Regions from separate parts of the Sus scrofa genome. Here all the other regions are linked to region 3. Evidence: chromatin contacts called from public targeted proximity ligation data. All regions are on one chromosome and are shown on one strand. The core of a region is the stretch at or near the end of the contact, and the rest is flanking DNA. Distances in the headings are between cores, read along the strand shown. Region 1 has its middle 62 kb from the start of CDC42EP3. Region 2 overlaps CDC42EP3 (cdc42 effector protein 3). Region 3 has its middle 33 kb from the start of RMDN2. Region 4 has its middle 48 kb from the start of CDC42EP3.

The links.
Region 1: a contact with region 3 is called in a targeted proximity ligation map of alveolar macrophages. A contact is called at or near these places in 2 of 47 Hi-C or Micro-C datasets (embryonic fibroblasts and fibroblasts) and 1 of 2 datasets of targeted methods (alveolar macrophages).
Region 2: a targeted proximity ligation map of alveolar macrophages shows a contact between it and region 3. A contact is called at or near these places in 3 of 47 Hi-C or Micro-C datasets (embryonic fibroblasts and mesenchymal stem cells) and 1 of 2 datasets of targeted methods (alveolar macrophages).
Region 4: a targeted proximity ligation map of alveolar macrophages shows a contact between it and region 3. A contact is called at or near these places in 1 of 47 Hi-C or Micro-C datasets (embryonic fibroblasts) and 1 of 2 datasets of targeted methods (alveolar macrophages).

Annotation. Positions count from the first base shown.
Region 1 is chr3:102,475,848-102,478,547 of Sscrofa11.1, reverse strand. No RefSeq gene overlaps it. Among named protein-coding and RNA genes, the nearest start is that of CDC42EP3, 62 kb to the left of the region's middle.
Region 2 is chr3:102,555,084-102,557,783 of Sscrofa11.1, reverse strand. The region is part of intron 1 of CDC42EP3 (cdc42 effector protein 3); the gene reads right to left. Among named protein-coding and RNA genes, the nearest start is that of CDC42EP3, 18 kb to the right of the region's middle.
Region 3 is chr3:102,338,832-102,341,531 of Sscrofa11.1, reverse strand. No RefSeq gene overlaps it. Among named protein-coding and RNA genes, the nearest start is that of RMDN2, 33 kb to the right of the region's middle.
Region 4 is chr3:102,585,464-102,588,163 of Sscrofa11.1, reverse strand. No RefSeq gene overlaps it. Among named protein-coding and RNA genes, the nearest start is that of CDC42EP3, 48 kb to the right of the region's middle.

The DNA.
Region 1 (2,700 bases), core at 193-2,692, 140 kb before region 3:
TACCACTATTTCACAGAACTGTTCATTTTAATGAGTTAATATTTTTCTTCCCTTAAATAAATAAATAGAAATACTCTAATGGTAAAGAGTTTGGAACTAAATTCCCCTGGTGCTGACATATCTTCCCTTGCCCCCCCACCTAGTACCCTACTGCCTGAACTTTCATAATTAGAGATTCATTCCTTTCAATTAAACAATGTCCTCCCTCCTTTAAATTCTAGATCATTTGGGAGAAGAATTGTATTAAATCCCTTTGTCAACTAATTTAATTCTTAAAACAATTAGAAAGTCTGAAAATATCAGGAGTTTATGAGGATGTAGAATAACAACTACACTTATACAATGTGGCTAAGAGTAGTAGTACTAGGAACTGCTACTTTCTAAAAGAGGGTATTTCTGCTTCTGTCCAAGATGGAGCAATGAGGACTAAAATTACCTGCCTGCCTGAAAAAAAAAAAAAAAAAAAAGCCTTTAAAAATCTGATAAGTTAGATGAGATAATGTTTTTTTGATGCTGAATATCAGACAATGGAACGCAGTGACCCCCAAGAAAAGGGAAACAAACCAGGTGAGCCTAATAATTGTCCCAGCAATTGCCTAGAGAGAGTTTCCAGGTCACAGCGCAGGGAGAGGGGACCCAGGAGGAGCCCAATGGACTCTCTGAGTGGAGGGGACAGAGTTGAGTTCATAGGTGCTGGAGAGCCCTGGAGTGACTAAGAAAGCTGTTTCTTAGGAACTCCTCTGGGATACGGTGAGGTGAAGGCAATAGGAGCTCTGTTGGCAACAGCTGCAGAGACCCCTTTGTGTCCGGGCCCCTCAGTGCCCCAGCTCAGCCACCCACACTCAGGCTCAGCTTCAGCACTGACGCTGCAGTGATGGCAAGCAAAGAGCAGTGGGGCCCTTGCTAAGTAGAATCCACTGAGGTGGTGGCTTTAATGGACCTTAAGGGATAGAACTGATGTTTTTCTTCCCTATCAATGACCAGAGGCTTTGCCACACCAAAGGGGGAGCATGGCCAACACCATGTGTTGGCTGTAAAAATCAGTTCTCAGAGTTCAGGAGAGATATCCAAGGACACCCAGAAATATTTCCAAGGGATTTTAGGGAGGGTTAGAAGGCTCCCAGAGCAGGTGGGGCAGGGCCAGAGCAGCTCTATTCCATGGCTGTCATCATTACCCTGTTCTTAACTATAAGCTGGAACCTCATGGAAAGACTATACAGCCCCCTGCTTCTCAGACTAGAGTCCAAAGATGTATTCCTGAGAATGTATGTATTCTGCCCAGGAATTTAGGTCAGGGGTTATCATTTTGATGATTATCTTTGAAAAAAGTCAAATCTCTGCTTCATCATCTTGGATGACCACTGTCATGGTCAGCTTGGGCTACTAAAACAAATTACCATAGACTGAGCTTCTTAAACAACAGGAATATATTTCTCACAGTTCTGGAGACTGGGAAGTTCAAGATCAAGATCGTGGTCCACTTAGTTCCTGGTAAGAGCTCTTTTACAGGCTTGTAGGCAGCCACTTTTCTCTGTTCCTCACTTGGTGGAAAGAGCTCTGGGCTCTCCTCTTCTTATAAGGATGCTAACCCCATCATGGATGCCCCACCCTTTTCACCTCAAAGGTACCAGGTACCATCAGATTTGGGTTAGAGTTTATAGAGAACACAAACACTTAGGTCAAGGCAACTTATAATAATGAAATGCTGTTATTGCTTCATTTGGTGCTTACATTTGCAATTTTTGTTTTCTGTTCCTATTTGCACCACACAGAGGACTGTGACATGGAACACTGCTTAAATGAAAGTTTTGCAACAGAAAGAAAAAGAGTGGTATGGAGAAACTGAGTTAGCACTTGTCCATGGTGATATAGGCTTGCTGAAGCAGCCCTGGGCTAAGAGCAAGACATTCACGTAGGTAGTTAGTTAGCAGATATATTACCCAGACAGCCTCCTTGTTTATGCAAGCCTGCAGTCAGCAAGGATGAAAGGCACAGTGGAAAATGTTCTATTTGATTCACACTGTGGTTATATTAGATTGCCATGAAATGTAGGTTTCAAAAATGCCACAATTATAGCCTCATCTTTGAGCATGTAAGGCAGCTTTATGTAGTTATTGAGTGGTAGATCATCAGAATTGTCATTTGAGGATTGCTTATTGGCATAAATTATTATTGTTGTTATTACTATTGTTGTTGTCATTTTTAACTTGGAGGCCTGCTTATCCTGAACAAGAAAACAAAGCTGCTTGAACTTTGTGATTTTTTTTTGAGTATACTTATCCTAATAAATACTCTGTACAAAAGCCTGCCAAAATCAAAATGTAGAATTGGAACTTAGCCTGTTACTTTCTGCTCTTAAACTATTTGGCCCTTTAGTTTCACCAAAACAACATCATCAGTTACATTAAATTGTTATTGTTAATAAAAATATACTTTTGTAATTGGACTAACTTTGAAATTTGTTTTGATTTTATGGCTGAGAACTATAAATATCAGGACTTTTTACCTAGTTTTACATTTTTATATATTTAGTTAATACAATAATAATAATAACACTGAAAATCCATAAGAATTTTCTCTATAAAGATCTGTTTCTTAAATTTAAGAAATATTTGACTAGTAAAATTAACATCTTCTCCTATGTATCAAGCTGGTTTTTCTGCTGTTGTTCAGAGTGGAATTATTTCAACATAATCTACA
Region 2 (2,700 bases), core at 159-2,658, 220 kb before region 3:
CTGGAGAGTCTGCCTTCCCAACACAGATTAGGAGGGCACAGAGATACCATGTTATCAAGAGACGCTTGATACCAAGCAAGTAGATGGGGAACCCTAGCACAGTAAGGCATGCCTGTGAGCCTGACATTCTCATAGCGTTAATTCTAATTTGGGTCTTAATAGTAACAAAAGTGGAAGTCTTGGGTCTTCCTGCTAAAACATCAGAATGTCTTTACCCTCTAAGTGTACAACAGCCCAGGGCTCTTGCACCCAGGGTGGCTGACATCACCTCCCTGCCCTTCTGGGCATAGCGTGATGACTGCCTGCAGGAACAGCTGAGACGCTGGGCCTGCAGAAGGTGGGGGTGGGGGGCACCCTAAGGAACAGCTGCCCACTAGAGCCATGTCCTCAGCATACATGGCCAGGAGGGCAGCTGCCATGGAACAATCCAGTGTGTCCACCATAACTCCAGGGCATGCAAGGGCGGTGTGTGGTCAGCTGGTGGAGCCAGGGTTATGCAAGGCCAGAACCAAGGCATGGCATTCATTTCAAACCCCTTAGAGAAGTAAAAATACCATGAAGATGTAGTCAAGAGTGCTTCTCTGCTTCTCTGACTAGATCACTCACATTCACCCTTTACTTGTACAGTGACTGGGGATGTTGGGGAGCAAAAGTAAGGAGAGAAGGTAGAGGATATGTTTGCTATACTTGGAAGGCCCAGGGGAGGAATGCCCAGTCCTCAGTCCCTGCCTGGCCACATCCATGGCCATGGGCACTGCAGGCCCCTCACCAGAGATTTGCTCGGCCTGGTAGAAGTTGAGTTTTATGTCAGCGGAGTGGACACAAAGGTGGGAGAGAAGCAACAACAACAACAACAAAAAAAATAGAGAAAAAACTAAGAAAACGGTTGGTGAGTAGAGGTTAGATAAGCTTCAGGCAGTGAGATTCTCAGGAGTAGGAGAATGGGAATACCTTAAAAGGCGTTTTTCTTTCTTTCTACAAATATTTACATAGTATTTGCTGCATGACAGGATGGAGGCTTCTAGGACTTTGGAAACAATAATTTGAATTTCTACTATGCCAGGGGTAAGAGCTCCCCTAGTACATTGGAAGTTTAAGGGAAAAAAAAGGGAACTTGCTGAAGAAATAACAATTTTATAACTTTAGACGAGCTGATGTTTGTGATATGATGCTGGGGAAATATCTGAGAGCTCTGACTCTATCCCTCTATCTTATCTGTTATTTTCCCTCTTCCAGCTCAGGGACAGCCATGCTTGATCCCAGAAGAGATAATCCAGTATCAATGACTTTACCCTGACGCTTTCCTCTCCTCCTTTCTGAATATTCTGGGCTCCCTGGCTTATCAGTCAGTGGACAGCCACACCCCTTTCCTTTCCCAGGCTGACTGCTGGCAACATCATCTCAGCTGTTGTTAATGCAGGAGCCTAAGAGGCAGTTTCTTCATTGGGAACAAAGTGGGGAGGGCATGCGTCCTCAGAGGGTATGTATGTGTCTACTGGGAACCACCAACACTTCATATGACAGGAAATGTTTATTGAGAGTGTCTCTATGTGCTGAGCACTGTTCTAACCTTTGATGTGCACTAGCTCATTCACAAGAACCCATGTTAATGTCCCCATTTTAGCCATGAGGCCCCGAGGCACAGGCTTTGCCAAAGCTACATGGCTACCAGCACTAAGCCAAGTGACTGATCTTGGGCTCCAGACACTGAGGTCTTTACATTTAAGGAGCACACTTTCTGGGAACTCAGTCAGCTCCCAAAGACAAAGGGGGTGCTTTCCAAGCCTGTTTAAAGTATAATTGATAATATGTTGTGCTGTTAAGGGTAGGGAAGCATATACAGGTCCAACCTCAGTGGAGGGTGAAATTTATCAAAACAACAAATCACAGAGTTCCCATTATGGTGCAGGGGATTAAGAACAGAATTACAGCAGCTTGGGTTGCTGCAGAGGCATGGGTTCAATTCTTGTCCCTGCAGCTTGGATTCAGTCTCTAGCCTGGGAACTTCTATAAAACTTTAGAGGACTGGTTATACAAATTAAGGTGTATACATAGAAATGAATATTACACAGGTCTACAAAAGGATGAAGCAACTCTATATGCTGATATAGAAAGAGTTTCAAAGATATGTCAAAGGAAAAAAAAGGCAGGTGCAAAAGTGTGTAGATAACATCTGTACTGGCTTGTCTGTTGATAAGCTATCTCTGGAAGCATATACAGGAAATAATGATCAGTGCCCAGGGGAGAGGAAGTAGATGGAAGGGGACGATAAGGGTGGAAGGTAAACTTTTCATTGTGTATCCTTTTACAATTTTGGATTTTTGAACCATGTGAATGAATTAGCTATTTTTAAAAAAATAAGTACATAGGTAGTTTAGGGCTCATATTGCACTATCCTGCAGAGACAGTTTTATACATAGGTCCTGAAACGCCTACTGAACCCATGAGTTGATTGATCATAATGCAAACATTACTATGGGAAAGTGGGTTCCAAAGCCCAAATCTGGACTGGAAGCGGGTCTCACCTGAGCCTGTCAGAGGGCCAGATGACTTCCTCCAGCAGTGATCAGGTCTTCATAGGAGAGGCTTCCACCACTCTGTATGCACAGAATGGAAGAGGTCTCAGAAGAGAAGGGTCTTTTGTCAGAAGGAAATGAGAAGAGATAAGAGACCCAGGTCCCTGGGGGAATGATGGGTGGC
Region 3 (2,700 bases), core at 157-2,656:
GGAGAAAAGACAAAGTCCCTGACTTCATGATGCTTTTCTAGTGGAGGAGATAAGCAATAGACAAATACACATATAATAGAAGCCAACTAGTGCAGTGGACATTTCTCATTCTTTTCAGCTGCCCAGAATCCACTATTTTAGAAGAAGCTTACAACCTGACTAGCCATAAATTTCATCATTTTAATTTGTACTTCCTTGATTGTTAACAATGCCAAACATTTAACAAACTCATAGACTATTTTTTCTTTTGTGAATTATTTGCTCTTGGTCAATTTTTAATTGGAAATCCACCTTTTCCTTATTTATTTGTAGGAACTATTTATATATTAGAGATATGAAAATTTATTGTATACTTGCAAAGTCTTCCTAATTTTCCATTTGCTTTTAAAGATAGTTTATCTTTAATTTTTAACATGTTAGACTTTTTTGAGAAGCTGGTTCTGTGCTATGTATTTAAAAAATTTCTACTGGATATAGGACCTTTTTATTATATTTGGAATTTGTTACTGCTCAAACAAGGTAGTAATACATGTATATTTATTTTCTGAGTATTTTCTGAAACCTCTTTTATGTTATTTTCTTTTCCACAGATTCTCTTTGGTTTGTGGTGTAGACAGTCATACCATTTGAAAATAATCATTTTCATCCTCCTTTTTTCTACACCTCCCCCATTCTATTTAGGTGGCTAGAACCTCCCCCTCATTGTTAAAATAGCATCAAGATGGCCAACTTCTTACAGTCTTTGTGACCTTTAACATGACAGGCCCTATTTTTCCACTATTGCACATGCTATAGAGTGTTGGGCCTACATTAATGTTCTATCACTTATAAAGAAGTAATCTTTTTTTTTTAAAAAAAAAAAAGAGTTCTTCTTTAGCTCAGTGAGCATGAAACACCTATTTGACATCCCAGAGGGGATGCAGAGTTGGCAGTTGGCTATTAGAATCTGGAGTCCAGGGCAAAGCCAGAGCTGGAAGCATGTGGGATTCCTCAGTACACAGAGGGACTTTATCATCATGACACTCAGGAGTGAGTGTGGCTGGAGGAGAGGGGCCTCAGGAGGGAGCTCTGGGGAGCTCAGGATGACAGGATGGAGAGATTACAAAGAGGAAGAGGATGTAGCAAGGGAATTACAAAATAGGAAGAAAACCCAGCCTACTGTGTCCTGGGAGCCAAGGAAAGAAAAAGATTCCACAGTGACCCTAGGAGGCTTCCAGAGGATGCTTGTATTCAGCAGGCAGAGAGACCGAGGCTCAGAGGGGCCTGGCCTCCCTGTTTCAGGGCTCAGCCCCATACCTCTTCCAGGAGAGGAAGCCCTGAGTCCAGAACATGCTTTGCTCTGCACAGGACAGACAGCAGTGTGGCCACACACAGGCCCGGCCCCTTTCTCTGTGAAAAGAGCCCATTGTAACTTCCTTAAGAAGGAAACACCTCCATCACTGAAGGAACACTATTCGCTTCCTGTTAGAACAGCCTGACTTAGAATCAAGCTCAGTGCCAGCCCCACGCCCATAGGGAGCAATGAAGGAAAGAGGGGGAAGGAGCAGGCAGACGCGTGCTTCAGGGCTGGGTTTGCAGGAGAGCTTGGTGCGCACGGGGGCTGCAGGCTGCAAACCCAGCCTCGCTCAATTGGAAACTCTCCTCTCCCCTCCATAGGTCTGTCCTCTCAAAGGCCTGAGAAGTGACATAAAGGCAGGCAGTCTGGCTGCTTAGTGGCTGCAGTAGGTTAACCCTTAGATGCCTGCCAGACCTTTGGAGGAAGGCCAACACCAGTCATTCTTTCACTTATTCAGCAACTCTTTGCTGAGTACCTACTTTGTGCTAGACTTGAGCTGTGCATGGAGACACCTCGGTCAAAAAGACAGACGTGTTTCACACACACACACAGACACCTCACCCTGCCTCAAACTTAGAGTCTAGTGGGAGAAATTAAACAAACCACACAAATGCCACTAAAATCACAAATTCCATAGGCCTATAAGGGAATGTTCCTGGGGGCATAGGATGGTGCCCCTGATGGAGGCCAGGAGGGAATTCCTGCCTGAGAATGTGATAGGATCTGTAAAAGCAGGAGGGAGGGGGCAGGGGACGGGACTCTGCCCCCTGTGCTTTTAGAAGCTGGCCAGTGAGTTATGTCAGGACGATGATGCTTTAGATCCCCAAAGCCCAGATCAAATAGCAGAGCATGGAAACAGGGCAGTTGCTCCTGTCCTGAATGGAGAAACTGCCTGAGGCTGCCTAGAGCTCCTGGTGTGGAGGGTTTCGTCCCTTGGGGCACCAACTTGGGGACCAGTAGCCACTGCCGTGAGACATCCAGGGTTCCTAAGGCAGAAAGGACAACACTTACCATCATCAGCAGAAATGTGTTTTTAAAAAATCATCAGAATCTTTTGTTTAAAAAAAGAGCAGAGGATCTTTTTTTTCTATTTTAGCTCTATGTTTAAGTTTTTGAGGAAACTCCATGCTGTTCTCCATAGTGACTGCACCAATTCACATTCCCACCAACATGTCACAGGATTCCCTTTCTCTACAATCTCACCAACACTTGCGATCTTTTGGGTTTTTTGATAATAGCCACCTTGACAAGTGGGGGGTAATATCTCTTTGTGGGTTTTGTTTGCATTTCCCTGATGATTAGAAATGCTTAAGCACCCTTCGGCCATTTGAATTTCTTCTCTTGATAAGTATATATATATATAT
Region 4 (2,700 bases), core at 9-2,508, 250 kb before region 3:
TCTGTTCTCCTAGAGGAAGGGGATTTATTTGAAGTCCCAGGGCAATAAGGGATGAGGAAGGAGAGAATGGGGGTGGATTGAGGAGGATGGCTGAAGACCACAAGCCCAAGATCTCAGTGAAAGTTCCCTGAATCCTGGAGTTCCCATTGTGGTTTAGCGGTTAATGAACCGAACCTGACTGGTATCCATGAGGACTCAGGTTCGATCCCTGGCCTTGCTCAGTGGGTTAAGGATCCAGCATTGCCATGAGCTGTGGTGTAGGCCACAGAGGCGGCTCAGATCCAACGTTGCTGTGGCTGTGGTTGGACCCTTAGCCTGGGAGCCTCCATATGCTATCAGTGTGGCCCTAAAAAAAGACAAAAAAAAAAAAAAAAAAGTTTCCTAAATCCTGAAGAGCTTAAAATTAAATTGGAGATGTAGCTGCTGACCTACACCACAGCCAGAACAAACGCAGGACAGCACCACCAGATCCTTAACCGACCCGTGTCCTCGTGGATACTAGTCGAGTTTGTTACCACTGAGCCATGATGGGAATTCCGATTTTTTTTTTTTAATGGAAACAAATGGATGGACTTGAGTCAGAGTCATTTTATGTAAATCCTAGAACAGGGCAGAAAAGAGGAAAGCAAGGCACGTGTGCTCCTAGAGAGCCAGAAGAAGGTTTCTGGGTGTCTGAAGATGTTGCTTTGGGTTGGGCTAGGTTTAACCAGATCTCTAAAGCTTATGGGAGGCTGAGGGATGGGGAAGCTGACATCTGGATAACAATATCAAAATGAATTGTTCCTCCAAAGCAAATAATTGGCTGTGATTCTTCAGGAATCATTTGTGTTGAAGCAAAATGACACTTCAGTTCTCTTTATAGACATTCCTATAGCCACAGACCTTTTGACCTACAGTCCATAAATGTCAGTCTACTGATCACAGAAAAAGTGTTCACCTGCTTCTAAGTGAGGAAAAACAGCAATGGTATAAGTTGTTTATAACACTAAATTCATTTAATTTAAAGTATTGTCTTCATTTTAAAATCTTGTTCTTGTATATCTTTCTGTTAAAAATATCCTTTCTTTTATGAATAGATGGTTTCTTTTTGATGTCCTTCCATGGCAAAATTAAATTGTCCCTCTCCTAAATTTCTTGGAAATTTCTTTGGTGTATAAATCCCCAAATTCTAGGAACCACCTCTCAATGTGTAATTATGTATGATTTCAATGAGCTAGTTTGTCCTCAATGAAATACAAGGAAGGAGATTTACTTTCAGTTCCTAAATACACTACTGCTGGTCTTGGTTGATGTTGTTTAAGGCAGTGCCTTTTGGGTCACCCCATTCACATCTTCTTCAAATTAAAATTTGTAGGTGGAGGAATTGCCACAGCACCCCCACCCCCAAGACTGTGGGCACATGAACAAGATTTGGTTCTGAAATCAATACGTCATTTGATAAAGTAAATCTTGTGCATAGTAAAAACAATACTTGGCACTGTATTATTACAAAGCAGTGTTTATGTAATGATTATATATTTTCACTTTCATAATTATGAAATGCACAATTGTTATTACTCTGCACAGTAATTGACCACAAATAGCACATATTTCACAGAAATGGCTGCAGTTTCTGTGACTTTTCGTGTCAGAACCAGCTTCACGGGCATGTAAGCTGTGTAGTCCCACAGGGCCCCATGCTCCTGAGAGCCCACACTTGGTTAAATGCTCTGCTGTCACTGTCTTGAAATTGTTAATAATTTCTGAATAAGGGGCCCTACATTTTCTCTTTATGTTTAGCCTGCAAATTATATAATGAGTCCTTTTTTATATCCATCCACTCTTGCCAGGAATCATGTCAGGCTGGGAGATTGACACAGGGGGACTGGCCAGAGAGGAAGGAGAGAGACTGTTCCTCACACTCTGGATCTCTTTAGCCCGCTCAGAAGTCCTTGCCCACAATCCAGCCAGGAGGGCTTCTCCTATAAGATCCTGGCCCTTTTCTTCCCCCTGGAGGAAGGAGGAAGAGTTAGCTTTTCAGAAAATAAGTGGCTTGAGGAGTTCTCTTGTGGTGCAGTGGGTTAAGGATATGACACTATAGTGGCTTGGGTCGCTGCTGTTGCACCAGTTCATTTCCTGGCCTAGGAACTTCCACATGCCTCTGGTGCAGCCAGAAAGAAAAGTGGCTTAAGTTAGCCCATTGTAAAGGGAGGTGGCTGAGGATGTGTGTGAAGAGGAGGGACCCTGATAGAGAAGGTGGAGAAACTGGAAAGATGTATTGAAGATTGAAAACATGAGGTGATCCCAGAAGTCAGTGGCAGCTCCTGAGCCTTTAGACATAGGTCCAAGGGGACTGGGGAAGGAAGTGCTCCAAAGAAAATCTTTCTCAGTGCTTACCTCCCTCCAGTTCCACTGGCTTCTGCCTGAACCTAGAGGCCAGGCTCAGCTGGCTTTAAGTCTTATTGAGAGTATCTGGTAGAAGGACGGGCAGAAGATTCTCAGCTGTCTGATTTTTTAAACAGAAAGAATAAGTCCCTAGACATCTCCCCATGGTCTAAAGTCCCATCTTACTGAGACCATTTAGATTAATGCAGAGCAATCACCCCAGAAGGACTAAAATGGGGGTGGGGTTTTTCTTCAGTCCCTTCTTTGGCATAATCCTTGTACTGGTGGTACCTTCAGCAGGAGGTGGGCTCTGCTGGGAGAGAAACAGAATAATTC